Linked DNA regions of Mus musculus: regions 1, 2, 3, 4, 6 and 7 are each linked to region 5. Evidence: chromatin contacts called from public HiChIP or PLAC-seq data. All regions are on one chromosome and are shown on one strand. The core of a region is the stretch at or near the end of the contact, and the rest is flanking DNA. Distances in the headings are between cores, read along the strand shown. Region 1 holds the start of Rbm43 (RNA binding motif protein 43). Region 2 holds the start of Nmi (N-myc (and STAT) interactor). Region 3 has its middle 60 kb from the start of Rbm43. Region 4 has its middle 22 kb from the start of Gm13490. Region 5 holds the start of Rnd3 (Rho family GTPase 3). Region 6 holds the start of Rif1 (replication timing regulatory factor 1). Region 7 holds the start of Tnfaip6 (tumor necrosis factor alpha induced protein 6).

The links. HiChIP or PLAC-seq counts read pairs in DNA pulled down with a chosen protein or histone mark.
Region 1: an H3K4me3 HiChIP or PLAC-seq map of embryonic limb bud shows a contact between it and region 5, with 6 times the contacts expected there. The contact joins the promoter of Rbm43 here to the promoter of Rnd3 in region 5. A contact is called at or near these places in 12 of 39 promoter capture datasets (cranial neural crest, embryonic stem cells, frontonasal cranial neural crest and 6 more), 1 of 15 datasets of contacts at CTCF or cohesin (the NIH/3T3 cell line), 5 of 484 Hi-C or Micro-C datasets (the N1E-115 cell line, embryonic fibroblasts, embryonic stem cells and 2 more), 23 of 115 datasets of contacts at active chromatin or transcription factors (the NIH/3T3 cell line, bone marrow-derived macrophages, craniofacial prominence and 15 more) and 2 of 9 other capture datasets (adipose tissue and liver).
Region 2: an H3K4me3 HiChIP or PLAC-seq map of stem cell-derived neural progenitor cells shows a contact between it and region 5, with 4 times the contacts expected there. The contact joins the promoter of Nmi here to the promoter of Rnd3 in region 5. A contact is called at or near these places in 3 of 39 promoter capture datasets (embryonic stem cells, hippocampal neurons and liver), 2 of 484 Hi-C or Micro-C datasets (pro-B cells and uterus), 6 of 115 datasets of contacts at active chromatin or transcription factors (astrocytes, embryonic limb bud, embryonic stem cells and 3 more) and 2 of 9 other capture datasets (adipose tissue and pancreatic islet).
Region 3: a contact with region 5 is called in an H3K27ac HiChIP or PLAC-seq map of VIP interneurons, with 8 times the contacts expected there. The contact joins the enhancer-like site here to the promoter of Rnd3 in region 5. A contact is called at or near these places in 1 of 39 promoter capture datasets (maxillary cranial neural crest) and 13 of 115 datasets of contacts at active chromatin or transcription factors (SST interneurons, VIP interneurons, bone marrow-derived macrophages and 9 more).
Region 4: a contact with region 5 is called in an H3K4me3 HiChIP or PLAC-seq map of neural tube, with 5 times the contacts expected there. The contact joins the enhancer-like site here to the promoter of Rnd3 in region 5. A contact is called at or near these places in 4 of 39 promoter capture datasets (3T3-L1-derived adipocytes, hippocampal neurons, maxillary cranial neural crest and 1 more), 2 of 15 datasets of contacts at CTCF or cohesin (both in the NIH/3T3 cell line), 2 of 484 Hi-C or Micro-C datasets (cerebellar granule neurons and cerebellum) and 11 of 115 datasets of contacts at active chromatin or transcription factors (VIP interneurons, craniofacial prominence, differentiating embryonic stem cells and 8 more).
Region 6: an H3K27ac HiChIP or PLAC-seq map of embryonic stem cells shows a contact between it and region 5, with 3 times the contacts expected there. The contact joins the promoter of Rif1 here to the promoter of Rnd3 in region 5. A contact is called at or near these places in 11 of 39 promoter capture datasets (the 3T3-L1 cell line, 3T3-L1-derived adipocytes, cranial neural crest and 7 more), 6 of 484 Hi-C or Micro-C datasets (cardiomyocytes and embryonic stem cells) and 16 of 115 datasets of contacts at active chromatin or transcription factors (astrocytes, cardiomyocytes, embryonic brain and 8 more).
Region 7: an H3K27ac HiChIP or PLAC-seq map of embryonic stem cells shows a contact between it and region 5, with 4 times the contacts expected there. The contact joins the promoter of Tnfaip6 here to the promoter of Rnd3 in region 5. A contact is called at or near these places in 2 of 39 promoter capture datasets (embryonic stem cells and hippocampal neurons), 1 of 15 datasets of contacts at CTCF or cohesin (the NIH/3T3 cell line), 9 of 115 datasets of contacts at active chromatin or transcription factors (astrocytes, differentiating embryonic stem cells, embryonic limb bud and 3 more) and 1 of 9 other capture datasets (adipose tissue).

What each region holds. Positions count from the first base shown.
Region 1 is chr2:51,933,166-51,936,986 of GRCm38.p6, forward strand. Rbm43 (RNA binding motif protein 43) reads right to left here and starts at 1,998. Exons shown (of 5, transcript NM_001141981.2): 1 at 1,667-1,998.
Region 2 is chr2:51,971,180-51,975,290 of GRCm38.p6, forward strand. Nmi (N-myc (and STAT) interactor) reads right to left here and starts at 2,029. Exons shown (of 9, transcript NM_001141949.1): 1 at 1,730-2,029; 2 at 1,409-1,448.
Region 3 is chr2:51,873,654-51,877,609 of GRCm38.p6, forward strand. No RefSeq gene overlaps it. Among named protein-coding and RNA genes, the nearest start is that of Rbm43, 60 kb to the right of the region's middle. Within about 2 kb of position 1,713, at least 8 of the 459 cell types and tissues checked have an H3K27ac peak or open chromatin away from gene starts, as enhancers often do. A contact at or near this core is called in VIP interneurons, where this site is marked.
Region 4 is chr2:51,751,655-51,755,849 of GRCm38.p6, forward strand. No RefSeq gene overlaps it. Among named protein-coding and RNA genes, the nearest start is that of Gm13490, 22 kb to the left of the region's middle. Within about 2 kb of position 1,542, at least 38 of the 459 cell types and tissues checked have an H3K27ac peak or open chromatin away from gene starts, as enhancers often do. A contact at or near this core is called in VIP interneurons, cerebellum, embryonic basal ganglia and 2 more, where this site is marked.
Region 5 is chr2:51,147,300-51,151,720 of GRCm38.p6, forward strand. It overlaps Rnd3 (Rho family GTPase 3), which reads right to left and starts at 1,812. Exons shown (of 5, transcript NM_028810.2): 1 at 1,426-1,812; 2 at 925-1,012. The coding sequence starts at 1,575.
Region 6 is chr2:52,070,654-52,074,531 of GRCm38.p6, forward strand. Rif1 (replication timing regulatory factor 1) reads left to right here and starts at 2,184. Exons shown (of 36, transcript NM_001355415.1): 1 at 2,184-2,213; 2 at 2,484-2,600; 3 at 3,594-3,672. The coding sequence starts at 2,497.
Region 7 is chr2:52,035,601-52,039,935 of GRCm38.p6, forward strand. Tnfaip6 (tumor necrosis factor alpha induced protein 6) reads left to right here and starts at 2,513. Exons shown (of 6, transcript NM_009398.2): 1 at 2,513-2,669. The coding sequence starts at 2,576.

The sequences.
Region 1 (3,821 bases), core at 748-3,247, 790 kb after region 5:
GGATTAAGAAGCAAGATTAATTCTGGCTAAAGCACGAAAGGCTCTGTGAATGAGAGGCCTTGAAGGCTGGGGCAGAACTGGAGTTGAGACAACAAAATATCAAGAAAAAAGAAGTTTTCAGGCTGAGCAGTGGCAGTGCACACCTTAGATCCCAGCACTGGGAGGCAGAGGCAGGTGGATCTCCATGAGTGTGAGGTCACAATGCTCTATAAAGCTAGTTCCACGACAGCCAAGGCTACATAGAGAAACACCGTCTTGGACAACCAAACCAAAAAGAGGGGGAGGGAGGAGGAGGGGCGGGGAGGGGGGAGGAGGGAGGGGAGAGGAACAGGGGGAAGTTGTTTTCAGCACACAAAGCTGGGGCAGGGATGTGGGGAGGGGGGGGGGGCATGGCTCATGTTGGTCGAATACAAGGCAAAGGGAGACCTCCTGAAGATAAAATTCTCAAAACTGTAAAAAGTTAAAACTTACTGGGTATATGACAAAAAAGACACTTTAATGGAAGTAAACTATTTGTCTTCTAGATGGTATAGTGAAAAGATGAAAATATACCTCAGTCTAGTCCTCAGACACTTAATGCAATTTCCCTTACAAGAGGAACTTTTCAGACTTCCAGCCTGTGTGACTTCCTGGCTTTTATCTCTGCAGCACAGTTCCCTGACAGCCCACGCCAGCCTCCTTGGTAAGTGGCTCATGAACTACAGACCTTCCAGCCATTCATCAATATCAAAGACAAATATCCATTTAAGCTCAGGAGAGCTCCACACCTCATCAGCACTAATGCGTTTCTTAATTCAAGTGTCTACGCACACGTTATCTTTAGAATCACCTTGTTCTGCAAGACCTCACTTCATTCCGTGGTCTCGTCAACGTCCTGCACATCCTTTCTTCACTAACTCACTTAAGTCTGAGGACATGTGGCTACATGCCTTCTCCTGAGACCCGTTATAAGCAGAGAATGACCTGTCTTCCTCTGTGCACAGTGAAGAAGAAAAACAATCCACTCAAAGACTATGAAATACGGGAATTTCAGCAGAGGTGTGGTGCCATTTTACAGTTTCCATGCTCTGCTTTAAGAAGCTCTGGCCTTGATGTCAGAAAGGAAGGAAGGAAGGAGAAAAAGAGGGAGAGAGAGGGAGACAGACAGACAGACTGACAGTGGTGTAAAGTAACACTTTCTTCTTAAGTGTGGCACTAAGAAGAAATATTTCATTTGCTGTTTTGTTTTCTATTTGTTTTCTCAATAGTTTATTTTCATGCACTATACCTTGACTCTCACCAAGTAAAACACACACACACACACACACACACACACACACACACACACACACACACACACACACACACAAAATCAGGTAAAATATATATAGAAACTCACGCACTCACTGTAACAGCTCCAAAACACAGTCATCTAGGCAAAACCCCGGGTCCCTGGTCAAAGGCCTAGCTCTGACGGAGAGAGGGACAGCAAGCCAGTGCCTTCAGCTCAGACACTTCTTACTGGCTCCTTCCAGTAGTTAGCCTCCATTTCTGGGTCACTGTCCTCGCCCCCACTCCTAACCGCAGTCCCGCCCAAACCACCTTCCGGACAAAACCCGTGAGTCCCTGCCTATTGAGCAGGGGCGGGTGAGAAAAGAGGCCGTATCCCCACGCGTGGGAGCCAGACCTGCTGCGCCCGTGACGGCCACTTCGGGGCGCGCGACCGCGCAGGACACGTGCTCCGGGACCCTCGGCGCGCCTTCCTGCACTGCAACCCGGGGAAAAGCGACTTGCCAGGCCTCGGAGATGTTCGAGCAGCGGGAGCGCTAAACTGGAGGTGAACGGGTTCCGCTTTCGCTTTCCAGTTCCGTTTCCTTGGAGACTCAGTTTGGAAGGGCGGAGCCCGGCTGGGTCGGTCCCTTGGCGCCTTTGAGGTACCTGTGCAAGATGCCCCAGGGGCATCTGGGCTTCTCTCCAAACTCATTCCTAGGCTTTGCCCCGTCTCTCCAGCGCATTCTCAAACCCGATCCCCGACACTTCCTTCCCGCCAGCAGGGTCCGCCCAGGCTCATCACCGGTGGAACGCAGAGCACATGAAGAAGGTACCCTGCTGCCCACAAAACTCAATCACTTGGCCGAATGGCCCTGGAGCCTGGGACACAAGAAATCTAGCCCAGTAAAATCAAAGAAATATAAAGGCAAAAGCAGAGCACGAACTCCCTTGTAAAGAAATAGAAACTGAAATTGGGAGATACCAATTTTCAACCGGTGTGCTCAAATTAGCAGATCCCACAAACCAGTTTAGATGCAAACATTTCTAAAGATTTGGACATCTCTCAGGGACTCAGAATACAGCTCCCCACATAAGCACTTTAGCTTGCCCTATTCCTGAAGCCAAGTCCCTCTGACCCCTTCCTGACTCTCTCCTGCATTTTTGTTGACCCTAAGCCAGTCACAGAAAACAGGATTCTTCTTCCCCAACGTTGGGTCATATAAAATAGACACCTCTCGTCCCAAACAAGCTATGAAACATACTCCCCTCTCTCTGAGGGAAGTCCCATTCCCGCATTAAGGAATGCTGCACAGAGCAAAGATGAATCCAGACAGGCTGGGATGGCTAATCTTGACTGTCAACTTGATTAATTTGGGAAGAGGACCTTCAACTGAGAAACTACCTCTGTACTGTAGGCATGTCTGTGGCATTTTCTGTCCTTTTTTCATTTTTTGGTTTTTCGAGATAGGATTTCTCTGTGTAACTCTGGCTGTCCTGGAACTTGCTCTGTATACCAGGTTAGCCTCGAACACAGGGATATCTGCCTGCCTTGGCTAGAATTAAAGGGGTGTACTGCCGCTATTGGAGTGTGGCATTTTCTTGATTGCTAATTTATGCAGAAGAGGTGAGCCTCCTGTGGGCGGTACCATCCTTAGGCAGGTGAAAGTGAGCAGACAGGAAGTGGTCAGCAGCAGTTCCGCCAGGCTCCTGCTTCAGGTTCCTGGCTTGCGCTGCTGTAACCTATAAACCAAAATAGACCTTGACCTTCCCAGGGTGCTTTGGGTCATGGAGTTTATCCAGCAATAGAGAGCAAACCAGAACAAGAAAGCGAACTTCTGTCCAGTCACAGTTCCCAAAGCTGTCCAATCTTTATCTACCTTGAGCATAAAAACTGTATTTTTCGGGCCTCTGGCTGTTTCTCTCGGATGACCTCTGTGTCACATTCAATGGTGATAAGCTATTAATAAAATTAGTATGCTGTTCTGATGCTCTTCTTCTTTTCAGTAGGATTGGTAGCCGTGACCTTTACCGTGACTAAGGTAAAGGTCTTCCTGTTCTAGCATTATCAAAATACAAAGACATGCAAGCGTGTAAATGTGCAATTATCCTCAAACTTAGCAGCTCTACTCTTGGAAGTTCCCTTCCAACACTAGTGCATGAGTGACCCCAAGAGGCCGGACAGAAATGAATATATGCTGCTTGTAGTGAGGAGTCCACTCAGCTCACCAATGAAAGGACCTACTTACATACTTGATGGTACTTCACAGCTATGAAGATTTTAGGACAGAATGAGATAGGTCTCCTCTCCATGTAATTATATAGTTCCTCAATTTATAGTTTATCTCCAGATCTTCCTGTCTCGGCCTTCAAAGTGCTAGGATTTCAAGCTGATGCCACCATGCTGACACATCCCCACTATGCCAATTTGAATGTCTAATAAAGTGTAATGAGAGCAAACAGAAAGAACACTTTTTTCCCCTATGTTTTGGATTGAAGCCAGTGCCTGTGCACGAGAGGCCAGCACTATCCTCCTGACTCCCTGCTTCCTACTCTATCAGCTTGCTTACACC
Region 2 (4,111 bases), core at 779-3,278, 820 kb after region 5:
TATGCACGTGCTAGCCTGCGCGAGTGCACACACACACACACACACACACACACAATATGCAGATCATCCTGCATTGTGTGTGAAAACTTAACATGATCCAGAAGGCCCTCTAGAGTAAGAAGGGGATAACACCAGAGTTAGACTGAACACAGAAACATGATCAGAGAAGCAATGCTGGTCCTAACTTTGGAAATGGAGACGGAATGAGTTCATCCCGAGAGAGCTCCCAGAACAGAAGACAGCTCTGCTAGCCCTTTTACTTTATCCAGGGAGAGCCGCAGATGCCTACAACTGACACACAGACACACACAGACACACACGGGCACACACGGATACACACAGGCACACACAGGCACACACGGGCACACACAATCTAATTTTAAAATAGTACTAAAAGTAAGTATTTTTAAATTGAAAAGTGTGTACATGCACACACATGTATGCATAAGCCACCAAGGCCATGTAATTTATTATGGCAGTAAACTTAAAAAAAAATCATCTCATTTTCCTAGGGATACTTATATCGGGGGGGGGGTGCGGGGGGCGGGTACACAGAGTTCCTGGCAGCATAAAGAAGGAAGAAAATGGGCTGGAGAGATGACTCGGCGGTTAAGAGCACTGACTGCTCTTCCAGAGGTCCTGAGTTCAATTCCCAGCAACCACATGGTGGTTCACAACCACCTGTAATGGGATCCGATACCCTCTTCTGGTGTGTCTGAAGAGAGCTACAGAGTACTCATATACATTAAATTAAAAGAAAGGAAGGAAGGAAGAAATTATAATGTATCCATGTTGTATAGACCAGAAACAAGTCAAAAGATGGATACAATGTTAACAATTAAAAGATCCTAATTGAATTTCTTTTACAATCAGGGCACACTTGATTGAATAAATCGAGTAAGTGGTCTGTCTGAGTGTAGTGGCACAGGTCTGTAACAGGAGGATCAAGAGTTCAAAGCCAGCACAATGTAAATAGAAAGCAGTTGCCTCAAATGTTTTCACTGCTATGCAGAAGTTTGCTTTATAGGCAGAGAAGAAAGCTGAAAATGCAGAAACTGAACTGATTGGTTCACAGTTAAGTTCTCTGCAAGTCAGGGCCGGGGAGACCGGAACAGAATAACTGATTGGTGAATGTTCAAGAGCTTTTTGTGGGGAGTAAAGGAGAGGTGATTTCATTCTCTGGCCCAGTGGAACCTGCTGCTTTCCCTCTCTCCTGGCTGGACAGGACACAGGAAGTTTCCTTCGGGGCACACAAGGTAGCTCGGGTGCCTTTGGAGCAGGAGTCCTCTTAACCCAAACCAGTGCCCGCTAGAACTTACATTGAATATTCTCCTTTCAACATCTCCTTCCAAAAACAACAACAACAACAACAACAACAACAACAACAACAACAACAACAACAACTTACATATTCTGAAAAAGTGAGGCAGGACTACAGAACTCAGCACCTGCCAAAGAAATACAAATAATAGTCTTCCTGAGAAATCCATTTTTCTAAGAACCTTCTGGAGCCAGTCCCAATGACTGTAAGTTTCCTTTTCCCAGGAAGGGAAGCAACCCATGGCCGGAGCGCCTGGAGCGGGCGAGTCTCCAGGCAGCGCACTGGGGACCCAGACCCCGAGTCGCGGCGCTGGAAGCCGCCGCCCACCGCGCGCCGGGTGGAGCATCCCTGAGCGCGGGTGGTGGGACCGCAGGGACGCGGCGGACCGAGGATGGATCAAGCACTCACCCGCTCGCTGCGCAGCTCCCGGAAGCCGGTGCCTTAGAACTGAACTCTACCTCGAAAACACTAACCTGGCTTCAGCGACGAGCAGCGCTCAGTCCCAGGCCTTACTTTCACTTTCGGTTATTAGAAACAGGATGCTTCTGCTCCATGCCCTGAGGACTTCGTCCAGGGCGCCATTGCTGCTGTCTCTTATTATTGGCAGTAACTCCGAGACCTGCTTAGAAAAGCTTATTTATGTGCATTATGCGGAACACGCTGTTGAAAAGCTGGATGGAAACCAGAGCTCTCTATGCAAATCCTCTCTCTGTAACTTTTTAGACGGTTATAAAGTTTGACACAAGCACAAGATAAACCAGGAAGCTGAGAAAGCTGCTTCCTGGGTTGGATTTTATGACCCTTGAAAGTTTTCTTCTAAGCTTTGTTTTTGTTGTGAAGATTTTGTAAACAAACACATCGCTAGATGTGAACTTTTCCTTTGCTAGAAAAATAGCTGGCTTCCGTCAAGAACGGCAGTGTTCCCTAATCCTACATCAAGAACTGGTTACTCCACAGCTAGGCAGCACATGAGCACAGAGCTGTGGAAGACAGCAAAGAGCTATCAGGGCCTCCCTTCTACATGGTGGCGCTCTATATCTGTGCATACTAACTAACGGCTCGGAATAAAATGATGCACTTGGCAGAAGCAAAATTCTTTCCATCAAGAACAGTGATGGAGCCGGGCAGTGGTGGCGCACGCCTTTAATCTCAGCACTTGGGAGGCAGAGTCAGGTGAATTTCTGAGTTCGAGGCCAGCCTGGTCTTAAGAGTGAGTTCCAGGACAGCCAGGGCTATGCAGAGAAACCCTGTCTTAAAAAAAAAAAAAAAAAAAAGTGATGGGGCCCCTAGTTGGTAGCAGGATCTCTGTGAGTTGAAGGTTGAAGGCCAGAGTTCCAGAACAGCTAAGGCTACACAGAGAGACCTTGTCTGGGTAGGATGTGGACACGGGGAGGGGGGTGGGGGTGGTGAAGGCAGTGATAGGACCTACTTTTCAGTGACACCAGAGCCACATAGTAAGACCCTGTCTTTTAAAACAGGTTAAGGGTTTCTTTTGAGTTGTCAGCCCAATTAGAAAGAACAAACACTCAGTGAGTGGTGCACTGGATAAGGAATGGGGCTATCCGGACGTAATACACAGGGGTGGGTTTCCCCTTCGGAAAGGAGATGGGGAAGGGCTGAGAAGATGTGAGAGGGTGGGACTGGGAGGAGAGGAAGAGTTGATGTTGGGATATAAAGTGAATAAACAAATTACTTATTTTAAAAAAGAAACAAGTGGGGGCCTAGCAAACACAGAAGTGGATGCTCACAGTCAGCTATTGAATGGATCACAGGGCCCCCAATGGAGGAACTAGAGAAAGCACCCAAGGAACTAAAGGGAACTACAACCCTATAGGTGGAACAACAATATGAACTAAGCAGTACCCCGGAGCTCTTGTCTCTAGCTGCATATGTATCAAAGGATGGCCTAGTCGGCCATCACTGGAAAGAGAGGCCCATTGGACTTGCAAACTTTATATGCCCCAGTACAGGGGAACGCCAGGGCCAGGAGGGGGGAGTGGGTGGGTAGGGGAGTGGGGGGGGGTGGGTATGGGGGACTTTTGGGATAGCATTGGAAATGTAAATGAGGAAAATACCTAATTAAAAAAATTTTTAAAAAAAGAAAGAAAGAAGTGGTCTGAGTATTACTTAGGTTTTCTTCTGAATTTGAGCAGGACCATGAATATGTCAATTAAAACTCATAAGAAGTCATTGATTTGGACTGAGTTCCAGAGCAAAAGCGAAGTCACTTATGCTGAAATCCCAGGTTGCCAAAAAGAAAGTTATTGTTCCGAGAAATCAGCTGAGAAGTCACAGCCAAGTCCCTAAGCAAACCAGTTCTACACGGCAGAATAATAGCTTTAACCTTTACAACACAAGATCTTTAAAACGGCCTTTGGGGTGCTAGAGAGATCACTTAGTGATTAAAGGCACTCGTTTCTGTTGCAGAGACACTAGGTTCTATTCCCAGCTCCACACAGCCTGCTGTCACTTCTGTTCCAGAAAATGAATGCCCTCTGTGGCTTCTGTGGGCAGACTAGAGATGCAGATACATGAAGACAAAACACAAACCCATTAAATAAAAATAAATCTAAAAATGTGTTTTTTAACAGCATGCTTGGGTGTTTTTGGGGGGTACATTCTTCAGCCACCCCCTTGCTTTTTTGATCTATGAAACAAGTATCTGCCCAACTTGTCAGACTCTGATTCTAGAATCACAAAAAGTCAACTTGGTTTTTAAACTAAAATAGTTGTAATTTTTGTCTTTGGACAAAAAATGAGTTATTTAGTAAATTTTTCATCCTGTCCTTA
Region 3 (3,956 bases), core at 463-2,962, 730 kb after region 5:
GACTCCGAAGATGATTTGGTGGGAATGGGCCCCTCCCCCTTCTTTATAACCCCGTGTTCCGAATATTAAAATTGAGCTTTGATTAGGATCTTGTCTTAGCTCCATCTTTCTCGCGTAGCCTAGATTCCCTCTTTTCTTCCAGATTCCAAGATGCCTTCCAGGCTCGAACCCGTGAGCCGCTGGCCAGCCTCAACACACAAATATTTTTAAAGAAATACCTATCATTTCTGATCTAAGTCGTCTAAGGGTTGTTTGGGGTTTTGTTTGTTTGTTTGTTTTTCTCTAACGCTTTTTATGAAGCTCTGTGTACTCTGCTGAAACATCGTTTGAAAGTTAGTGATGCTTTTGTATAGCTACTGCTTGCCAGGCAGGTGAGTCTTCTGCCAGTCAGAACATCTGAACATCCTAATGCCTCAGGTTCCACACCAGCTCAGTTAAATACACAGCATAAATTCACCTCCACTGAACAGACTGGGGGAAATGGCATCACAGCATGTGAGCAGCCCAAGATCTTTATGGGTGCCATGCCCTCTGTGGAATAGCTTCCATTGCTCTACACAAAACAATGGCTGCATTTATTCTAATAAAAGTCTATGGCTTGTGGACAAGTTGGAGAATAATTTTGTCACTACACCAATTTTATGTGTTATAGAATCTAGACTGGAGGCTATAGATGAGAAGAAAAGCAGCAAGTCTATTCTGGGTCTCAAGGGTTGGTAATCCCAACACTGGGGAAGCTAAGGCAAGAACATTGAGATACTGAGATCTAGAGGTCAGCCTAAGACACATAGTGAGTTCCAGGCCACCTTGAGCTATATAGCAAGTCCTGGAAGAAAGGAAGGAAGGAAGGAAGGAAGGAAGGAAGGGAGGGAGGGAGGGAGGGAGGGAGGGAGGGAGGGAGGGAGGGAGGGAGGGAGGGAGGGAGGGAGGGAGGGAGGAAAAAGGAGGGAGAGAGGGAGGGAGGGTAAGAGGGTATGAGGGATTAAGAAGAAAAAAAACTAACAAGAAATTAACAGCAGCCAGAAGAAAGATACTGAAGTATTCGCCCCAGCCACATTGACCCAGGGAGGCCAGAAGAAAAGGTTGAAAACACCCAAGCAATGCTCAAGACCACACTAAGATGAACAAATGTGCGATGGAATGTGTGATGGGGAGATGGGAAAGATAAAGTATGCAGTGAAGAAATGGGAGGAAAGTGAAGCCAAAGGGTCCATGCACTGTGAAGAAAGGTGGAACTGGAAACTCGATGGTGGAGAGGAACCAGTGGATATGAAGAGGTCCTGGCCAGGTCCAGCCAAAGGCCATGTCTGAGTCCACAGTTCTGTTGCAGCTGGGGTCTTTGTCAATGTCTGTGGCCTGAGTTACCACAAAGGCCAAGCAGATGTCCATGGTCTGGGCTGTCACCAGAGATTGTGTGGATGACTGAGGGTCATGCTACCATAGGGAGATAATGCTGATCGGGGATCTGCTGATCCGAGTGGCCCGTGCTTCCACCTGAGGCTATGGGGACATCCAGACTCCTGCTGCTGCTGCTGCTGCTGCTGCTGCTGCTGCTGCTGCTGCTGCTGCTGCTGCTGCTGCTGCTGCTGCTGCTGCTGCTGAGTCATGTCCATGTCATGGTCCTATGGCACTTGGGTCTGTGTTGATGTTCTAGGCCCATGTTAGCACCAAAGTCCATTCACGTGTCCCTGGTCTGGACTGCCTCCTAAGGCACTGTGCTGAGCCGGGCCCAGCCTTTGCCTGGGCAGCACAGTAGAGCTGACCCTGATGGCAGCAGAGTGGGTGAGCTTGCCTGAAAAGATGAGCTTGGTCCTGCCCCTTGTCTGCAGAGGGGTGGGGTGGGCAAAGAAGAGATTCCCTCCCACTTTGCAGCAGGTAAGATGTCTGTCTGTCGCTGAGGTCAATTGAGCTGGCAAACTGTCCCTGTCCCTTCCTGGCTGCAGCACTCAGGAGAGCGACCCTGAACTTCGCCTGGGCAGAACAGTGGAGCTGACCCTGTTGCTGGGGGAGCAGGGCAGTCAGCCCTGAGAGTTTGAGCATGGGAGATTTGGCACTGACCCTTGCCAGCTGCAGCATTAAGCCGGGCAGTGCTGGAGAGCTTGTGTTGGTGGTGCAGGGGCAGAAGAGCTGGCAGGCTGACTAACTCACCTACCTCCCAGGCCCAGATCCAGGGCTTTGAGTTGGTCCACCCCAATATCTATGCCATAAATGATCTGCTGAAGCCCATGAAAGGGCCAGTCCTGCAGACCCAAAGCCTCAGGATCTCCAAGACCCAGAACAACAACACGAGGAGCCCCTGCAAGGATCCAGTATAGATGGTTTAACAGAAGCCAAAGGTCTCAACCAGACCAATGACTCACTGCAAAGAACGTTTGCAAGTAAAGTGGGAACGAAAGGGTATAGTGTGGGACACACTACACCTTCCAGGACTAGATGTGGGTTTTTATTTTATTTTATTTTATTTTATTTTATTTTATTTTATTTTATTTTATTTTATTTTATTTTATTTGGGGGTAGAGGTTGCAAGGGTGGATACAACGAGACAAGGAGATGAGTGGGATTAGGGTGCAAGAATCAATAAAAAGTTAAACAACAACAAAAGAATATTACGGGTTTCTGACACAACATCTCTGAGATAAATGTTTCAGAAAAAAAGCATAACAAAGTGTGTAGGAAGCCATTTCAGGCTGTAAACAGGTCAGCAGGATGGAAATCTGCTCCAGGTAGTAAACAAGCCCATGTTTGGTGGATGGCCCGCCCTTAATCCCTGATTGGCTGAGCGAGCCTGCCTGGTGAGGTGATGTGACCTGTGGTGATTGGTGGGGGCGTGGTTGTGGCTGGAGTGGAGAAAAACACTTGTAACTAGAGAGGCTGGGGGATTTTAAGTAAGTAGCTGCCTGAGTAAACTGCTTAAAAAAGAACCGGTGGTTGCGTCTTTCTTGCTGGTCAAGTGGGACGCGACTAAAGTGAATATGAACAAAGTATATGACATGCTTGAAATAATTGTCAATATGGAACTTAGCACAGTGTACAGTGAATATGCCCCCAGTGAAAGGAGTGCATAGCAAAAAAAATAGAAATATATAACCAAATACAATTTCGTCAAATTATAACCCAAATCATAAAATAACTACCCCTGAGACAATATTCACTCATTTAAATATGTTTTGCATAAATAGTGGGAAAAGGACTTGCCTACTGTGCAGAAAAAAAATCTTTGCATGTAGCTATTCCATGTTACAGAAGTGAGACACAGCATTCACACTGAAGTGCAGACTGGACAACGTGATGCCTTTCAAAGGCTGTATAGTAAGAGGAAGCAGAGCTGACAATGTTCACAGTGAGACCCTGCTAGCAACCTCATTCTGGTAGTCAGGCAAACAGCCACTGCCGTGATGAGGAGGGCACTGTCATGCGGGTCCCTCTTGCAAATGTCTGGTCGTTCCTTCTCAGAGCCATCATAATAACAAGGCAAGGTTTTTTATGTCACAACTCTGTCATAACCCAGAGCAACAAAGTAGATAGCATATCCTCATCCAAAGGGATGCTGGACCAGAAAACAGCATTTAGTAAAGGTGAAAGGAAAAAAAAAAAAAAACGTGTGATTAAGTATATTGAGTTCATGGCAATGCATAATCACTGGTTCATCAATGGTGAAGTGCAGTGTGGTCAACTGTGTATGCATGTGTTGGTGAGAGCATCGACTGATGATGTCATGTTGCTTATATATCTGAAACTTCAACGGCTGAAGTTTAAACAATTTAAACACAGCAAGCAGGATGGAAGTGTGTGCCTGCAATCCCAGTAACTCAGAAGGCTGAGGCAAGAGACTGGGGATTCACTGGAGTCTGTGGGTTTGAGACCAGACTGAGTAGCAAAGCAAGATGCTAACTTTTAAAGGGTCTTAAGAATCTCCCTTTCTCACTCTCCCTCCCTGCTTTCCTCCTTCCTTCATT
Region 4 (4,195 bases), core at 292-2,791, 600 kb after region 5:
CTGGTTTGTTCATTTGTTTTCGGGGCTTTCAAACAAGGTGTCCATGTAGCCCAAGCTGGACTTCAACTCCTGATCTTCCTGCCTCTGCCTCTTGGAGTGCTGGACTCACAGCTGTTGTGTGCTACAAAACCCAGCTTAATTATTAAGTATTTATAAAAAGCAAATTGCCCTTGGGAAAACAAAGGAAAAAAGACTACCTAGATTTTTAAAGAGACAGACAGACAGAAAGACAGACAGAAAGACAGACAGAAAGACAGACAGAAAGACACAGAGAGAAGCAGAAACAGAAACAGAAAGACAGAGACAAACACAGACACAGAGTGTGTATCCTTCTTTGAGCAGAATACTCCCCACAGAGGCTTAGAATAGATGCAAAGTTCACCATATACTGAATTCTCCTCCCTTAAGGAACTGTAACATTTCCCATCATTTAGATGCCAGGGAAACCAAATTCCATTAACAACAAAGTCAAACCTAAGAAGAAAATAAATCACCAAAAGACAACACTCCAACTGAGCGGTTCATTACAAATCTAACCAGATAAGAGAGAATGCCTCAGGAGGTTAAAGTGTCTACAGTCAACCGCCCACGAGGGGGAAGGAAAGAACAGATCCCCACAAGTGTTCCCACCAGCATCGTGGTATGTGCACACCCCACACACGTTAAATAAGTAAATTAAATGTGGTTTTTATAAAGTAACAAACTAAAATCCTATGAACTTTAGAGTAAATTCAAAACTCACTTGATAATTGAAAAGCTCATTTATAAGCTTCATGATATCTAATTCCCCAAATTGCTCTCTCCTCCTTTCCCTCTTGCTCCTCTTCCTCCTCCTCTTCCTCATCCTCCTCTTCCTCATCCTCTTCCTCCTCCTCCTCTTCCTCCTCTTCCTCCTCCTCTTCCTCTTCCTTTTCCTCCTCCTGCTCTCCAGACCTGCTCTTCCCTTGTTCGGCATGATCTAACACAGTTTTCACAATAGTCTGGCTCCACCCACCAAGAAGAAGTTGGGCTTGGGAAGGGAGACTGCTGTACCAGATTGACAAAAACGGCTGAAATGGCCCCTGGGTGGATCTTGTGCTTTATGACAAATAACACTTGAGAAAAAGTAACAGCAAATGAGTGGAAACGTATTGATCACACTTACGTTTCTAGTTTATACAAGTATAAAACTGAAGAGATGCTCAGCACAATTTATGACACCTTTTCGATGCTTTGGTGCATGAATGACATTGAAATGTGCCTGGATCTTTCCAGCCAGAACCTTTTCAGGGTACTTACTTTGGTTTCTGGGGGATGGTTTCAGCACTCAAAACAATCTGAAAACAGGACCCTGACGTCAGACTCCACTTGTCCTGCACGTAAAATGGCAAGGACGTCTGCTCTAGCGCTGCATGAAAGCCAGCCTGGAGTGAAAGCCACATTTCTACCATGCTGGCTTCTGCTCCTTTCCCCTCCAGCAGGTGCCGCAGGGTGGTCAGTGCTCCTTTGCCATATCCAGCATTCAGTGTCCTTGCCATAAAACCCACAGTCCTACACCATATGGCGTCACTTTTGAAATGTTAATCCGAGTGAGGCTTGCGATGCCAGTCAGTTTCCCAGCTGGTCTCTGCCTTGGCTATTTCACAGACATTAGCCTTGCTTTGAATTAAACTAAATTAGAGAATAAAATGAGATATTGTCATGCAAAGTCAGGCAATATTATTTGACATCTGCACTGTCTCCCAGGGTTCCACCGAATGATCTTTTTTAAATGTAAACTAAGAAGTAAGGAATATCCAAACGTGTTAGAAATAGATGACACACTAGCGTGGCATCTTGGGAGTCAGTAACAACGGTACTGAAAAAAACAAACTCCAGCTAACTCATCTCTATTCAGGCCAGAGGCTAGGGAAGAAACAGATCTGTCTAAGACGAGTGCAGATCCAAACAGCTCGTTTCTCAGCCCACGGAAACAGCTACAGATGTGTCTAAGTCAGAAGTGCACCCATTTGGGCTTGGTTTGAGTTTTCCCCTCCCTCTTTTTCCTGTCATTTGGGAAGGACCTTTGTTTGAAAAGCAGAGAGTTAATTGCTTCTATTTAACATAATAATTGAGCATGCAGAGTCCACTGGCAGAGAAGAACCTTGCCAACAACCCCACGAGGGAGTTGTAGGAATGTCTCAACACCTCCATTTCCCCATAAGAATTGTGGTTTACTGGTGGCAGAGGCAGGTGCAGACAGGGTGGGGTGGAAGGGGTGTGTCCTGCACGCACCAGTGTGTGCCAATAATCACTGTTACTCGCAGGAAGATTCAAAACAATTGCATTTGGACCATGCCCCAGGAAAGGGCTGGATGAGGGCAGGACCGGACATGTAATACCCAGACTCTTCCTCAGAGTGCCTTCAGAAATTTCTGCCAGGGGTTAGGAAGTCAAAAGCTACTAAATGTGATTCTACTACTAGTGTTATGGAGGTGGCTCCGTGTCTGAGAGTGCTCGCTGCTCCTCCAGGAGACCAGGTGACCAGGGATCAATTTCCAGCACCCATATGGCAGCTCACAACCATCTGAAAGGGCACTTCTGAGAGATCTGACACCCTGTTCTGACCTCTGTGGGAAATATAGGCTCCACAGATTTCCTTTTGAAACCCAAAGGTTTGGAGCATGGAAGCGCTTCTGTCTCAACCGCAGAGTCCTGGGTGTGGAGTGTTTTCCCACTGTGTGAGAACAGATTTGTCTGTGGAACTTTGAAGAGAAATTCTCAGAGATAGACGCCTAAATCAATCGGGCGGGCAGAAGCAGGGATTCCATACACTCCTAAGAGGAGCATTCAGGGAGGATCTAACTTCTGGAAGGACTTCCCTCTGCGTCCTGTTGCTTTGGGAAGTTTTCAATGCCTTTCGTGGTCTTTAGTGACACTTCACCCTTTCCGTGATCCCTAGCAAACCGTTTGCAGCGGAATCCAATGGTGCTTCTGAAAGTAAGGGGAGGACATGAGACAGTCCCCGGCTCTCTCTCACCATACGTCCCTCCTTTCTACTCACAGGTATGCCTTGCTACCAAGGCCGATAGGTCTTGAATCCCAGGACACACACTGAAGAAATGCCATAAGCGTCAGTGATACAGATATAATATGTCCTCTTGCGATTCATGTTGCAACTCCAGACCTCCATACGGGGTCAATCAGTAAATCAATAATAGTACCTCTGCAATTAGGTTTAGTTAGGTGACTTCCTCATGATAAAATTAGTGCCCTTATAAAAAATAGAAACACTTTTGTAACAGCAGATGCTGGCAAGGATGTGGAGAAAGAGGAACACTCCTCCATTGTTGGTGGGATTGCAAGCTTGTACAACCACTCTGGAAATCAGTCTGGCGGTTCCTTAGAAAATTGGACATAGTACTACCAGAGGATCCAGCAATACCTCTCCTGGGCATATATCCAGAAGATGTCCCAACCGGTAAGAAGGACACATGCTCCACTATGCTCATAGCAGCCTTATTTATAATAGCCAGAAGCTGGAAAGAACCCAGATGCCACTCAACAGAGGAATGGATACAGAAAATGTGGTACATTTACACAATGGAGTACTACTCAGCTATTAAAAAGAATGAATTTATGAAATTCCTAGCCAAATGGATGGACCTGGAGGGCATCATCCTGAGTGAGGTAACACAATCACAAAGGAACTCACACAATATGTACTCACTGATAAGTGGATATTAGCCCAAAACTTAGGATACCCAAGATATAAGATACAATTTGCTAAACGCATGAAACTCAAGAAGAATGAAGACCAAAGTCTGGACACTGTGCCCCTTCTTAGAATTGGGAACAAAACACCCATGGAAGGAGTTACAGAGACAAAGTTTGGAGCTGTGACGAAAGGATGGACCATCTAGAGACTGCCATATCCGGGGATCCACCCCATAATCAGCTTCCAAACGCTGACACCATTGCATACACTAGCAAGATTTTGCTGAAAGGACCCAGATATAGCTGTCTCTTGTGAGGCTATGCCGGGGCCTAGCAAACACAGAAGTGGATGCTCACAGTCAGCTATTGGATGGATCACAGGGCTCCCAATGGAGAAGCTAGAGAAAGTACCCAAGGAGCTAAAGGGATCTGCAACCCTATAGGTGGAACAACAATATGAACTAACCAGTACCCCGGAGCTCTTGACTCTAGCTGCATATGTATCAAAAGATGGCCTAGT
Region 5 (4,421 bases), core at 562-3,061:
CCCGACGAGCCTCTGGCCAGTCTTGATACCGGGGGTGTGTGGGGGTTGGGGGGTGCTCAGTCCTCACTGTCCCTTCCCCGAACTCAGCCGGGGCTGCCAGCCTTCCTGCCCGCGAAAATCTGCCCTCCCCACCACCTTGTGCCACGTTGGTGGGTGGGCGCATGGGAAGGCAACAACCCGGCCTTGAACCCTAGACCTCTGGACGGAACCCTCCAAGGCGCCAATAATTCAAGTAGACAGGAAGGTCAAAGGCGATCGGTGCTGCCTGCGGCTCTGCAGGCAGGCGAAGCCGAAGCAAAAGGGTAGGGGAGTGGTATGTTCGGAGAGCTGGCACAGAGTGATCCCTGGGCGGCCGCAGAAGCCGCTCTGCACCGGTGGCACAGAGGCTGCGGGGGCGGAGGCCCCGCGGTGGCCGCTGCCGGCACCACCAGCGCATTCCTGACAGTAGGCGTCACGGGCGCTGGCTCCGGCCATTCACCCATCTCCCTCAGCCTGGAACACCCCACGCAACCCGGAGGCTTTGGGGATCTTCTCCCAGCTCAGCCTGCGCCCCTGCCCCCAAACCAGATGGCTGGTGACACCCATGAGGGGCTTCCTCCGCGAGCGGGAGGGCTTCCACGCTGCTCTGTATGCTCCAGCACTGGGCCACCCTGGCGGCCCGCTCCGGCACGGCTCCAAGGAAGGACAACACAAGGCCATGCGGCCACCAGAGGCTCCTCCAGCAGGGTCACTCCGGACACCTAGCGTCCTCCTGTCCCCAAGACCACAATCACTCCCATTGCTGCCCCTGCCCAGAAAGGATAACATTTTCCGGCGGCTCGGGACCGGGAAGTCCCTCAAGGAGCCACATTAGCAGACAGGGCACCAGATCCCGAGCCCCCGGGCGCACCGGTTCAGACCGCCACGCGGTGTGCCGAGTCTTACCTGAAGTGTCCCACAGGCTCAACTCTATTCTTTGTGTGTCGATTTCAAAACTGGCAGTGTAATTCTCAAACACCGTAGGGACGTAATTCTGGACGAACGAAAGGGACAGAAGAGGAAGGTGGCAAAGAGATTATTAAAAACACGACCCGTAGATCGAACACTTGAAAAACCACCAAGCCCCCAATTAAAAAACCACCACCACCAACAACCTCACACTCCTTACACAGTAAACACGCAGCCCCCTCCCGAGAGCCCACCCAGGTCTCCCCACCCGGCCTCCCACACTGAAACCAGCAAGTTTCTGGGGCCAAGAGCCCAGGGTGCTGGCGGGTCCCAGCCAAGACCCTTCCAGGACACTTTCGCTTCCCGGCCGTGTGGCGGCAGAGACGGCTGGGCATGAGAAAGATTTTCAAGAAAATCAGTGAAGCAGGAGAAAGGCGCAGTCCTCCAGACCGGGGACCCCACCAGCCGCTCCCCTCAAGACGTGCGGGTCACACTCACTTCTGGGAAGCAGTCCTTGGCGAAGACGTGGAGCAGCGCGGTTTTCCCACACTGGCTGTCGCCCACTACTACTATCTTGCATTTCACGTTCTGATTAGGATCCATGATAGATTTACTGGATAATTTCTGGCTGGCTCTTCTCTCCTTCATTGATGTTGCCTTATTTTCTCTTGGAACAGGAATTTTCTCTTTAGAAGAAAAAATATATATATATATATACTTCTCTCTATAAAAAGCAGATATAAAAATAAATCGCAAGGCCGGCGGGAACCCCTTTAAGCACAGCGGAGTGGAGGAGGAGAGGCAGCGGCTCTTTACTCCTCTCCTACAAGTTTTCTGCCTGACTCCGCGCCTCTCTTCCCAAGTCCAATTCCGATCGGTCTGCTTTGTTTCACGCTCTCCGCGCCGCTTTATACGCCCAGCCTTCCAATCCGCTCCGCTTTCTCAATGAGAGAAGGAAACCGATCCGCCTCCTCCCCTTTTATGGAGCCTGGGAGCCAGCACGGCCGCCCCGTTGGCGGAAAGTGTAAGCAGCGCGCCCTCTAGGGTGGCGTGCAGGATGGCTTGCAGACCCAGGTTCTGGCATAACCTGAAGGTGCCAGGCAGGATTTGCAGATGGGTAGGTTGTTCAGGGCCAGGGTGAGGGGAAGCAGATAATCTGTGCACATGGATTTGCATTGGGATTCCTTTCAAATTGCTTTCCAAGGGGCTCGCCTCCAGAAGCCTCGTCATCATTTGTGAAAATAAAAAAAAAAATTCCCAATCAAATTAATAATACAGAAGTAAATCTTGGAAGGGAAAGGCTAAGTTTTTGTGTTCCCAAACCCATAAAATCATTATCTATCTATCTATCTATCTATCTATCTATCTATCTATCTATCTATCTATCTATCTATCTACCTACCTATCATCTATCTTCTATCTATCTATCTATCTATCTATCTATCTATCTATCTATCTATCTATCTATCTATGTATCTATCTATGTATCTATCTATCTATCTACATATATAGTACATAATAACATAGATGATTTATTTCAAACACTAGAACTCGTTTTCCTTGACCTTTGTAGAGGACTGGCTTTTTAAACTGTCAGATTCAGCTATTCCAGAGAAGGTAGGAGGCTTTGGGGAGTGACATGATAATGTGAATAGGTGCAGGGGCGAGAAAAAAGAGAGATGACAAAAACTATCAGAAACTTGGCCGCAACTGCCACTCTCTCTGTGACAGCTCTAGAACCAGGGGTCTAAGCACTCTTTGCTCCCTTCAGCTGTACCCTCCCTCCTTCACCTAAGAATCAAGGAGTTGGACTTAAAAAGCACACATGCTCATTGTGGAAAATTTAGGGACTCCCCTCCTCCACACACGTACTCCAGTCATTCCAAGTCTCCCTTTCAACAAGTCTTAGAAGAGACAGACAAGACTGTGTTTGTTCTCTTGTCTTCTGAGAACAGTGTCTTCATTGCCAGTCACCCCGACAGCCAGGAAGCGTCAGTTATTAAATTTGTAGTGAAGGTGTCTGGGAAGAAAGTTCAGCCTGTGAAGGGCTTGGTCAAGTGCGACTTGAATTTCACCACCAGCACCCATATAAGGAGGCACTCCTGAGACAGACCCAGAGGATCCGTGGGGCTTGCTAGCCAGCCAATCCAGTCAAATTGAGGAACTCAGGATTCAGTGAGAGGCCATGACTCAAAGATAATGTAGATAGAAATTGAGGAAGATAAACAACCTCTGGCTTCCACACATATACTAAACACATACATATAAGTACTTACACATACACACACAACCCTTTAAGGAAAGTATAGTGACTGAATATGTAGTGAATTACTAGAATCATGAAATCACAGGACCTAGAATGCTATCTTACTTCTTTCAGACTCGAGAACCTTGAAGTCGTCCCCTAAAGACAGTCCTGAATCTATCTTTGGGGATAGGTGTGTTTTACACAGGCTGACCATGGAAAGGGCAGAGCTGGCCGAGGTCATATGTCTGCATTTGCCAAAATTTGCTTGGCAGAGCTTTATTCGTTTGCCCCAATATCATCTCTTAAAGTCTTAGGTTGCACTGTCATGTCACAGAGGGAAAAGTATCCTATGTGAACTTCATAGAGTTTACCCTAGCATTTCCCTAGTCTTCCTAGTGCGGGAAATGCTCCTCAAGCTGTTTGTGTGGTCGAGGGAGATTGGGCAGAGCAGTGGGGGCTTTCAGACAAAGATGCATTTAGGCCATGAGCTTCACAGCTTCTGGCTAAGTGACACTGGAGTAGTCATTTCATCTCTGTAAGCCTTAGCTTTATCTTCTTTAAAATAGGTTTCATGAAGACATTGGTAAGAAGATGACAATGGCGCCTGCCTGTACTTGGTATTTCCCTGTAGCTCCCACTTGCTTGCCCAGAACCAAGTCTCATGTCTGGGTGAATCCTGGATTCATTAGTCGACTTACTAATAAGAAGTGGGCACATTTTTGTTCTCTCTCTCTCTCTCTCTCTCTCTCTCTCTCTCTCTCTCTCTCTCTCTCTCTCTCTCTTTCTCTTTTTTAACCTATGACACTTCCCCTTCCAGAGAGATGACTTGGCCTGCCACATTCCTGAATTGATATAGTTTATATGGTCAAAGTCACCTTACCTACAATTAATTATTAGTTATTTTGAGTTGACTTGTTAATGAACTGGACATCAGATAATTTATCATCTAAGCTATATCTGAGCACCAAATAAGACACCGCCAATGATCTGGCAGGCCTCCAGGCTTAAAGGAGTTTACTCCTTGCTAATAGTAGTATAGTCACTTCCCCAGGGATTGCTCTGGAATTATAGTGGATAGATATTTTTAGAAACCAGGTGACCTGAATCTCCAGAAATTTGCCAGCTGCTAAGTGAAATGTAATAGACATGTGACTGAGTAGCAAATCAACTTCCTGAAGCCACCAGCACTTCTAGGAAATGAATTCTTTCTTTTGTCTTTTGAATGTACTTTTAACACCTAAACATT
Region 6 (3,878 bases), core at 934-3,433, 920 kb after region 5:
AGTGCTGGGACTAAAGGTGTGTAACACCAAGCCTGCTTATTTATTTATTTTTGGTTGTTCGAGACAGGGTTTCTCTGTATAGCCCTGGCTGTCCTGGAACTCACTTTGTAGACCAGGCTGGCCTCGAATTTAGAAATCTGCCTGCTTCAGCCTCCCAAGTGCTGGGATTAAAAGCGTACGCCACCACGCCCGGCTGCCTGTTTATTTTTTAAATTAGTCTTTCTATGTAGTTCTGAGTCTCTGGAAACTTCCTATGTATATCAGGCTGGCTTTAATCTCAGAGTCAGAGATCCTCCTGCTTCTTCCTTCTAAGTGCTGGGATGAAAGGCATGCAGCACCACATCTGCCTCGTTTTGAAGAGGGAAAAAAAAAAGTCTGGCTATGTAGCTCTGACTGGCCTGGTTCTCATTATGTAGCCCAGGTTGTCCTGGAACTCACATCAATCCTACTGCCTCAGACTTGTGTTGGGATTACAGATTTGTGTTGATTAAATTTTCTAGAAATTTTGCAGGTAGTCTGTGTGGGTAAGGGAATTTGTTTTGATTCTAATCTTTCACCCTTTTCTATGAGATAGAAAACACCAAAGAGCAGAGAACTCATTAGCCTAGTAAAATTGCATGTGGAGCTCAACGATTTTACAAAAGCAACACTTGTTGCTCCCAGTACCTTGGACCAACCAGCAGAAACTTAAGTCATTTTAGGAGATCTAGAGCTGGGTGTGGTGGTGCACACCTTTAATCCCCAGACGCGGGAGGTTGGAGGATCTCTGTGTTTGAGCACCCGGGGTCAGGAGAATTTAAATCTCAATGGAAGGAATGTGGGTGGTGGTGGGGTAAAGGACGGAAAGATTCCACGGATTTCCCCACTCCCACTGAATGAAGCTGAAGGCTTGTCAATATTTGCTTTGACTTTTGTGACGGGCCTGCTTTGTAAGTCAGTGAGAGCTGGAACCGGAGCTGTCTTCTACCTCAGCCTTCTGAGTGCCGGGAAACAGGTGTGTACTACCGGGCTTAACTGACCCATAATTCTTGAAAAGGGGGATTTAAAATATGGGCTTCTCACAGGGAAAAGTTAGGTGCTGGTGGGTTGTTGAGAACAAGCGGCAGACTGGAGGTTGGAACCTAGGGCTTCAGTGTGCCAGGCAAATTCGCTAGTAGAGCCTGGCTCTGGGTGGCCCTATTATTCTTTGTTGTTATTTTTACTTTTTTTTTTTTTTTTTTTTTTTAAAGACAGGGTTTCATTATGTAGCTCTGATTGTCCTGGAACTCTTTTATCTGTCTGCCTAGCCAGTTTAAGTGTTGGGAGTAAAGGCGTGGGCCACTAGGTCCTGCTTCCCTGACCTTCTGTGCTTAAAGTTGAAACAATCTTGCGGGTTGTGGAGAGTGCTGAGAGGCACGTGAAACGATTTCAATGATTACCACGTTGTTTAAGGGTTTACTGTCGTTTCTGCCGCACCTGTGTATCCCAGGGCCACCGTCACCCCTCTACACCTGGGGTCCAATGGAAGTAAACCAATTCTAGGCAGTTGCCTCTGAGGAATCTCAAGGCTGAAGGGCGGTATTTTGAAATCTGCAAATCAATACCGCCCATTTCCAGGCCTTTGTTATGCACGCCATGGGTCTCCTTTAGCAACACTCCCCCCCTCCCCCCCGCTAAGAAATGTGCTGCCACTAGTCCCCACTCTCAGAAGCTGAGATGAAGTCAATTTCCTAAGGTCACAGACCAAAGCTTGAATGCGTGGCTTTTGAGGCACCTCCGACTTACTCATTGGGCTGGGGCTTAGAGGCAGAGAGCTAGGTTTAGCAAGTGGACCTCTAGAAAACAAAAACCCAACAACAGCAGCAGCAGCAAACAACAACAAAACAAGCCCAACAGCCTGCCATTCACTCTCAATCAAATGGTTTTGTGGGCTCCTTTGGGAAGCACTGGAGTTTTGCAAACTTGGTCGGCTGAGCAAGTAGCTGGAGTCAGGTGGAGTGGGGCACTAATTTACATCACCCATCTCTAGCCCCGGGCTGGAGGCGATACACACCCCCCGAGGTGCTCCGGGGGCGGGGGCGGGGGCGGGGGCGGGCAGCAGGCCATCGAGCAGCCCGGCGCGCCACCGCCCGTTGGATTGGCTCGAGCCTCTCCCGCCAGGCCTGCCCGGCTCCCGCGCGCCGCTGGGCCCGCCCCCCGCCGCCATCTTGGTCGTGGAGGAGCGGGCTGCACGCGTGAGTAAATAAGCGCGAGCCGGGAGCGGACGGCGGGCCCCGGGGCGGCGAGCTGCGGAGCGGACTTCCCGCGTGGGGGGTGAGGAGCGGGAGGCTCGGCTCGGCCCGGCCGGCGCCGCCTCTGCCCCCTCGCGGCCGTGCTGCCTGGGAAGCGGCGGCGGGAGCCGGGCAGGCGGGAGGCCGGCCTGCGAGCGCGCGGCCCGGCGTGCAGGTGAGGGCGCCGCGCGGGCCGTGCCACCGGTTACTGGGTGTCTTCCGGCCTCGCTGCAGGGTGGCGGCCGACATGACGGCCCCAGGTCGCAGCCCCCTGGAGCCGCTTCTGGAGACTTGGGAAGACCCCTCGGTGCCTCCGGGAGAGCAGACGGACGCCTACCTAACTCTGACCAGGTGAGGCGGGCCGGGGGGACGAGCCCGGGGCGGGAGCCGGGGCAGCCGTGGGGACCCGGCGGACGCGGGTAGTTCGGGGTGCACCGGGCCATTGCCTGCCGAGTGACGTTGCGGGGCGCAGCGGCGGCGTCCGAGGGCTTCTTCGGGGACGAGCGGTTCTGTATTTTTTTGTCTGGCCCGCAGACGGGAAAGCCTTTAAAGAAAAGTTTGGAGTCGAGAGGCGTTTGGAGAGCAGGGCTTTGCCCTGCGAACCTCGGACGCCGTGGGAAAGTTGGCGATCCGGAGTTAGTGGGTTTAGTTAGGGTCTTTGGCTCAGGCTCGCTCCAGTGCTCATCCCCCGACCCCGGCCTCGAACTTGTGGTTCTGCCGGAGTGGTTGAGATTACAGGTGCGCGAGTCAGCAAACCGGCCCCAGAATTGGCTTAAAAAAAAAAAAAAAAAAAGCAGAGCCAGGAACCCCGTTTTGACTTATTTGAAAGGCTTTAGAAAAATTTCTGAATTTTGTTAAACTTTCGTATTTTCTGAGTTAGAAAACATGATTAGGGAAAGGGATTCCCACTTTCTTTTCTCATGTAAAAATTACAAAAAAAGAAAAGAAAAAATACGTTTTCGAGGCCAAAAAGCTTTGAGGCAAGTTACCGCTTATATGTGGTCTAACTTAAAACATTTTTTCTCTATACCTTTAAACTTTTTAAAGAAAGAGGTTAATTCCAAGGGCTTGAAAGTCGTCTTTAAAAACTTAAAACAAAAAGCCAGTTACGAGTTAGAGTGCCTGCGGCTCCAGGTGTTGGATGGCTCTGGAACTGGAGTTACAGGTGGTTGTGAGCCACGATAGGGGTGCTGGGATTGAACACCAGTCTTCTGCCAGAGCCTCTCTGTGTTCTTACCCTGGATCATCTCTCCAGCCCTGAAAGTAATCCTTAAAGTGATGGCAATAACTTTTTGTTTGTTTGTTTATGCTTTCGACTAAGCTTATGTTCTATTTCCTTTAAAGTCGTATGACTGGAGAAGAAGGAAAAGAAGTCATTGCAGAAATCGAGAAAAACCTTTCTCGGCTGTACACGGTTTTAAAGGTCTGTGTTCCTTTCTTAATGACTTCGCACTGCCTCAGTCTGAACCCACTAGACTGAGCCCTTTGAAATCTTTTCTTAGCCTTCCAAATCTGGGATTCCAGGAGCAACTCTGACTAGCTTTCTGATAAAATGGTTTTTCACTGTGGATGGAGCATCATTATCCAGTGCATTGTTAATGCCCTGAATACAAAATATCATCAGTTATA
Region 7 (4,335 bases), core at 1,263-3,762, 890 kb after region 5:
TTTGAAAAAAGAAGAGACCAGGATAAGCCTGTGATGTTCACTAAAAAGATGTCTCCATAACCAGACACGGTGGTGTATGCTTTTAATCCTAGCACTCTGGAGGCAGATGCAGGCAGATCACTGAGTTCAAGGCCAGCCTGGTCTACAGAGTGAGTTTCATGACAGTCAAGGATACAAAGATACCCTGTCACAAACAAAAACAAACAATGGAAGGAAGGAAGGAAGGAAGGAAGGAAGGAAGGAAGGAAGGAAGGAGGGAGGGAGGGAGGAAGGAAGGAAGGGGAGAGAGTAGAGAAGCTGGAGCTACAGAGACGGCTCAGTGGTTAAGACCACTTACTGCTCTTACAGAGGACCCAGGTTTAGTTCCCAGCACCAAGATGGCCCACAACCATATGCCATCCAAGTTCCAGGGAATTTGATGCTCTCTTCTGACTTCTTTAGGCACTTCATGCACATTATGCATGGGCATTCATGAGGCAACACACACACAAAATCTAAAAATATGTTTTAAAATAGGAATAGAGACGCTAAGTAGCAAAGACTGAGCAGCAAGAAAAAGGAAAGCTACATAAAGTGCCTATCAACCAACATCAGGAAATGCCTCTATAACAGTGTGATGTGAGCAGACACATCACCTAAGCGTCTTGCATTTTTGTGGGGAAGGGGAATTTGGGGGGCTGGAAGGCATGCTGACCTTCCCAGATCATCTCATACTTTGATCATTTTCGAACAAGTTCAATGGATCTAGGAAAGTTGGGCCATACTTGCATTAACTTCATCATCATCTACCTGTCACCAGAATGTTTGACTGGTGCCTTCTTTCCGCAACTTGTGAGCGATGGCAAAAGAACTCAGGAGAAGCACCAGCATGTATACAATAGGCAGAACTCACTACCAAGTACAGCACACCCTTGAGGGTGCGAGGGAGCCCGCTGTGGTGGCACAGATGCCCCGGTGGCACACACCTTTAATCTCAGCACTCAGGAGGCAGAGATAGAGGCAGAGGCAGGTTGACCTCTGGGAGTTCGAGCCCAACTTTATCTATATAGCCAAGTTCTAGGACAACCGGGGCTACATAGACGGAGATCCTATCGCCAAGAAAACAACAACAACAAAAGAAATAGTACACAATAGCCAAAAGGTTCAGAGATACTACTACCACAATCCGCATGGGGCTTTTGTTTTGTTTTGTTTTGTTTGCTTTTTGGCTTTTTTTTTTTTAACAGATGTTTTTTCTGAGAGGCTTTGTGGTGTTCAAATGATTGATGAGCCTGTTTGTGTGGATTCTGACAGGAAAGAGGATGGTATGGTATATCTTTGTGTCTGCCTGGTACTGATGATTGGACCTAGGATCTTACACATGTTATAGGCATGCTCTACCGCTGAGCTGTCTCCCCCCTCCCCCTCCCCGTACCCCTCCCCCTCTCCCTCTCCCACAGTCGGTCTCCTTTTCTTATTCTGAGACAGTCTCATTAAGTTGCCCAGAGTGACAGGCATGAGGACAGGCTGAGTGGGTGGGCACATAAGCATCTCTGGAAAGAGACCGTTTTGTAGGTCAGGCCTGCTGCAATTACAGTCCCGTACCATTGGGCCTGGCTGGTCTGTATCAGACAAGCCTCTTGCTACATAGTAATCTTGCTACATAGTAATCTTAAATTTCCTAGAGTCAGGCTTAGTTACCCATTAATGACTGACTTTCTAGGCAGTTCAGGATGCCATGTCTACCCCCAGAACCAGAAATATGACCGAAATCCTATTCTTCTGACCAGTAGTGAAGAGCTCCCGCCTATTTTCATGCAGGCTATGACTGTAAGGAGTCTAGCCATCCCACCCCCCACCCCCCACCCCGCAGGAGTCCTTCAAACCTGCTAGTATCTAACTACTTAAAATACGCCTTGTGTTAACATAGCGAAATATTTAGATAGTCCAAGAATGTCCTAAGACTCTCAAACTGGGTTCCTTTTCTCAAAACTGGTGTATTTACGGGGGGGGGGGGTCCTGTCTTGCTGGGTTTGCCAAGCTACATACACCTTTGTACCTTTGTTATAAATCTTCACAGACTTATTTGGCAATGTATAGCAAAAACTAAAGCGATACTATCACACTCAAGACCACGAAGATTAGGGTCAAGTCACAGACTCCCAAATTAACAATTCAAACAGGACCTTCAGGATTTCTCAGAGAATTCCGCTGGAGTTCGGCTTTTTTTTTTTTTTTTTTTTTACCGCTTCTTAATCTGCAACAAACGCCACAAACTTTCTAACTGAAAAGTGCTGGTGACTGACAGAAATAAACGAACTTGTTTCTGAGAAAGAGACTTTAAAACGTAGATGCTCATCCCCCGCCCTCCGTTCTGGTTGCCAATGCAAATGAGTCAGAGGGCTTGCTTCAGACACTGAACTAATTGTGTAACTCCGCAACGGAAAGTGCCATTGGAGAATACATGCTGACCTCACAGCCGAAAAAAACTATTTAAAAGATGTGGAAACCAGATGTTTCAGCCGCATTCCAGCCGCTGCTCTGAGAATTTCGTGTGGGCAGCCCCGACATTGTAACCGGCTCTGCAACCGAAGAGATGGTCGTCCTCCTTTGCTTATGCGTCTTGCTGTGGGAAGAGGCTCACGGATGGGGATTCAAGAACGGGATCTTTCATAACTCCATATGGCTTGGTAAGAAACTTCACTCGCGAGCTTCATGTTGGGAATATCGATCCATTGACATCATAGAGGACTGAATGGAAGGAGTGAAATTTTCTAGTGTGTTCAAAGCTGGTGTTTTCACAGAAAATACTTTAGAGAGACAGTGACTGGCATGCCATTAAACAAAGAAAGTTTTCTTTTAAAATTGAAGGCTATCCTTTTATACAATATATTGTTCAACAACAACAAAAAAGAGGTTAAGATGTGCTAACATTGTAAAAATATATTTCAAGATTTCAAAGCAGATATGGTCGCTGACTGGTGGGTATTTCTTTATGGAACTAAAACACTACTATAACGTTTTTGTTTTGTTTTCCCACTGCACTGGCAGTAAGGTTTTAGGTGAGATGATGCAGGCTGACCTGCAGCATCTCTGAGCTCTGTGGACTCTGAGCTACAGGGTACAGCTTAACTTTTCTGTCTTTCAACTGTTCTAACAAGGCTCGAGTGTGGCTGGTGCAGGAAAGAAGATGAAAATGCTTTGTCCTTTTTAGTACGTTCATCAGGTTTGGCTCTTTCTGTCATGGGAGTACGTTCCTAGACCTTTGGTTAAATGGGGAAAGTTCTTTTTGCTGTTTTTGTTAAGTGTAAGGAATGACTTGGGCTAAACGCTGAAGATGAACAAAAGACCAGCAAATGAATATTAACACAGAAAACTCAGAATTCCCATTATAGCACTCAGAACAACACTTGAATCCTTATCATTTAAGTTGGATGCTACATTTTGTTCATTATTGTATTTAGTAGAGAATTTTTTTGATTGCTTGTTGGAGGGATCATCTTATTCTTGTGCAGAATAAACAAAACAAACAAACAAACAAACAAAAAACAGACAAAGCAAAATCAACCTAGATCTTGGTTTTTTGCTTGCTAGGCAACACATGGCTGTAGACTATTTTTCCCTCTCAGCAGTATTCTCTGTGGTAGAAACTGCAGCCATGAGGATCTCATTAGCTGGATTTGAAATGCACAGCCCTGCCGCCTCTTTTTCCAACTTGAGCCGAAACTAGTCGCAGTGTGACCATTTGGTCAAGATGGGCTCTGAAATTTGGTAGACGTGTACATGCAATCCAACTGAGGTAATACAGACACATTCGTCAGAAATGGGGAAACACCATAAAGCTGGTAGGAATTGAAGTCATGTGGGGAGATCTTGAAAGGCTGTCAAATTCTCCTGGGTTGGGGTGATTTGAAGTCATTGTTTTTGTAATGTTTTGAATGTGTATGCTACAGAACTGTAAACCTGAGTAAAAAGCAGTTCTGCCCTGAAGGTGGAGTGAAGCGAGCCCAGCCTTTGTGAGGAGCACAGCACAGAGGCTTGAGACCCTGTCAAATGCTTCAATCTGGGACGAATTACTGACTAGTCAGCCCAGCACAAATTGGTTACAGTTGGTTGGGTCAATATAATATTAGAAACTGTTCAGGGAGAAAAGAGAGCTGGGTTCAAAGGGAAGGATCTGGTAACAACTGTGAAGAACAGGACGTTTGAACTCTGTGACTTCTAATTTCTTTAACGGCAACTCACCAAGAAAGGAACAGACTCACGAGAAATCAGTCAATGTGGGTCTCGAAACTGAACACTGAAGACAGAGATCAATTATTTTCTGTCTTCCTCCTGGATCTGCAAAAGGCATAC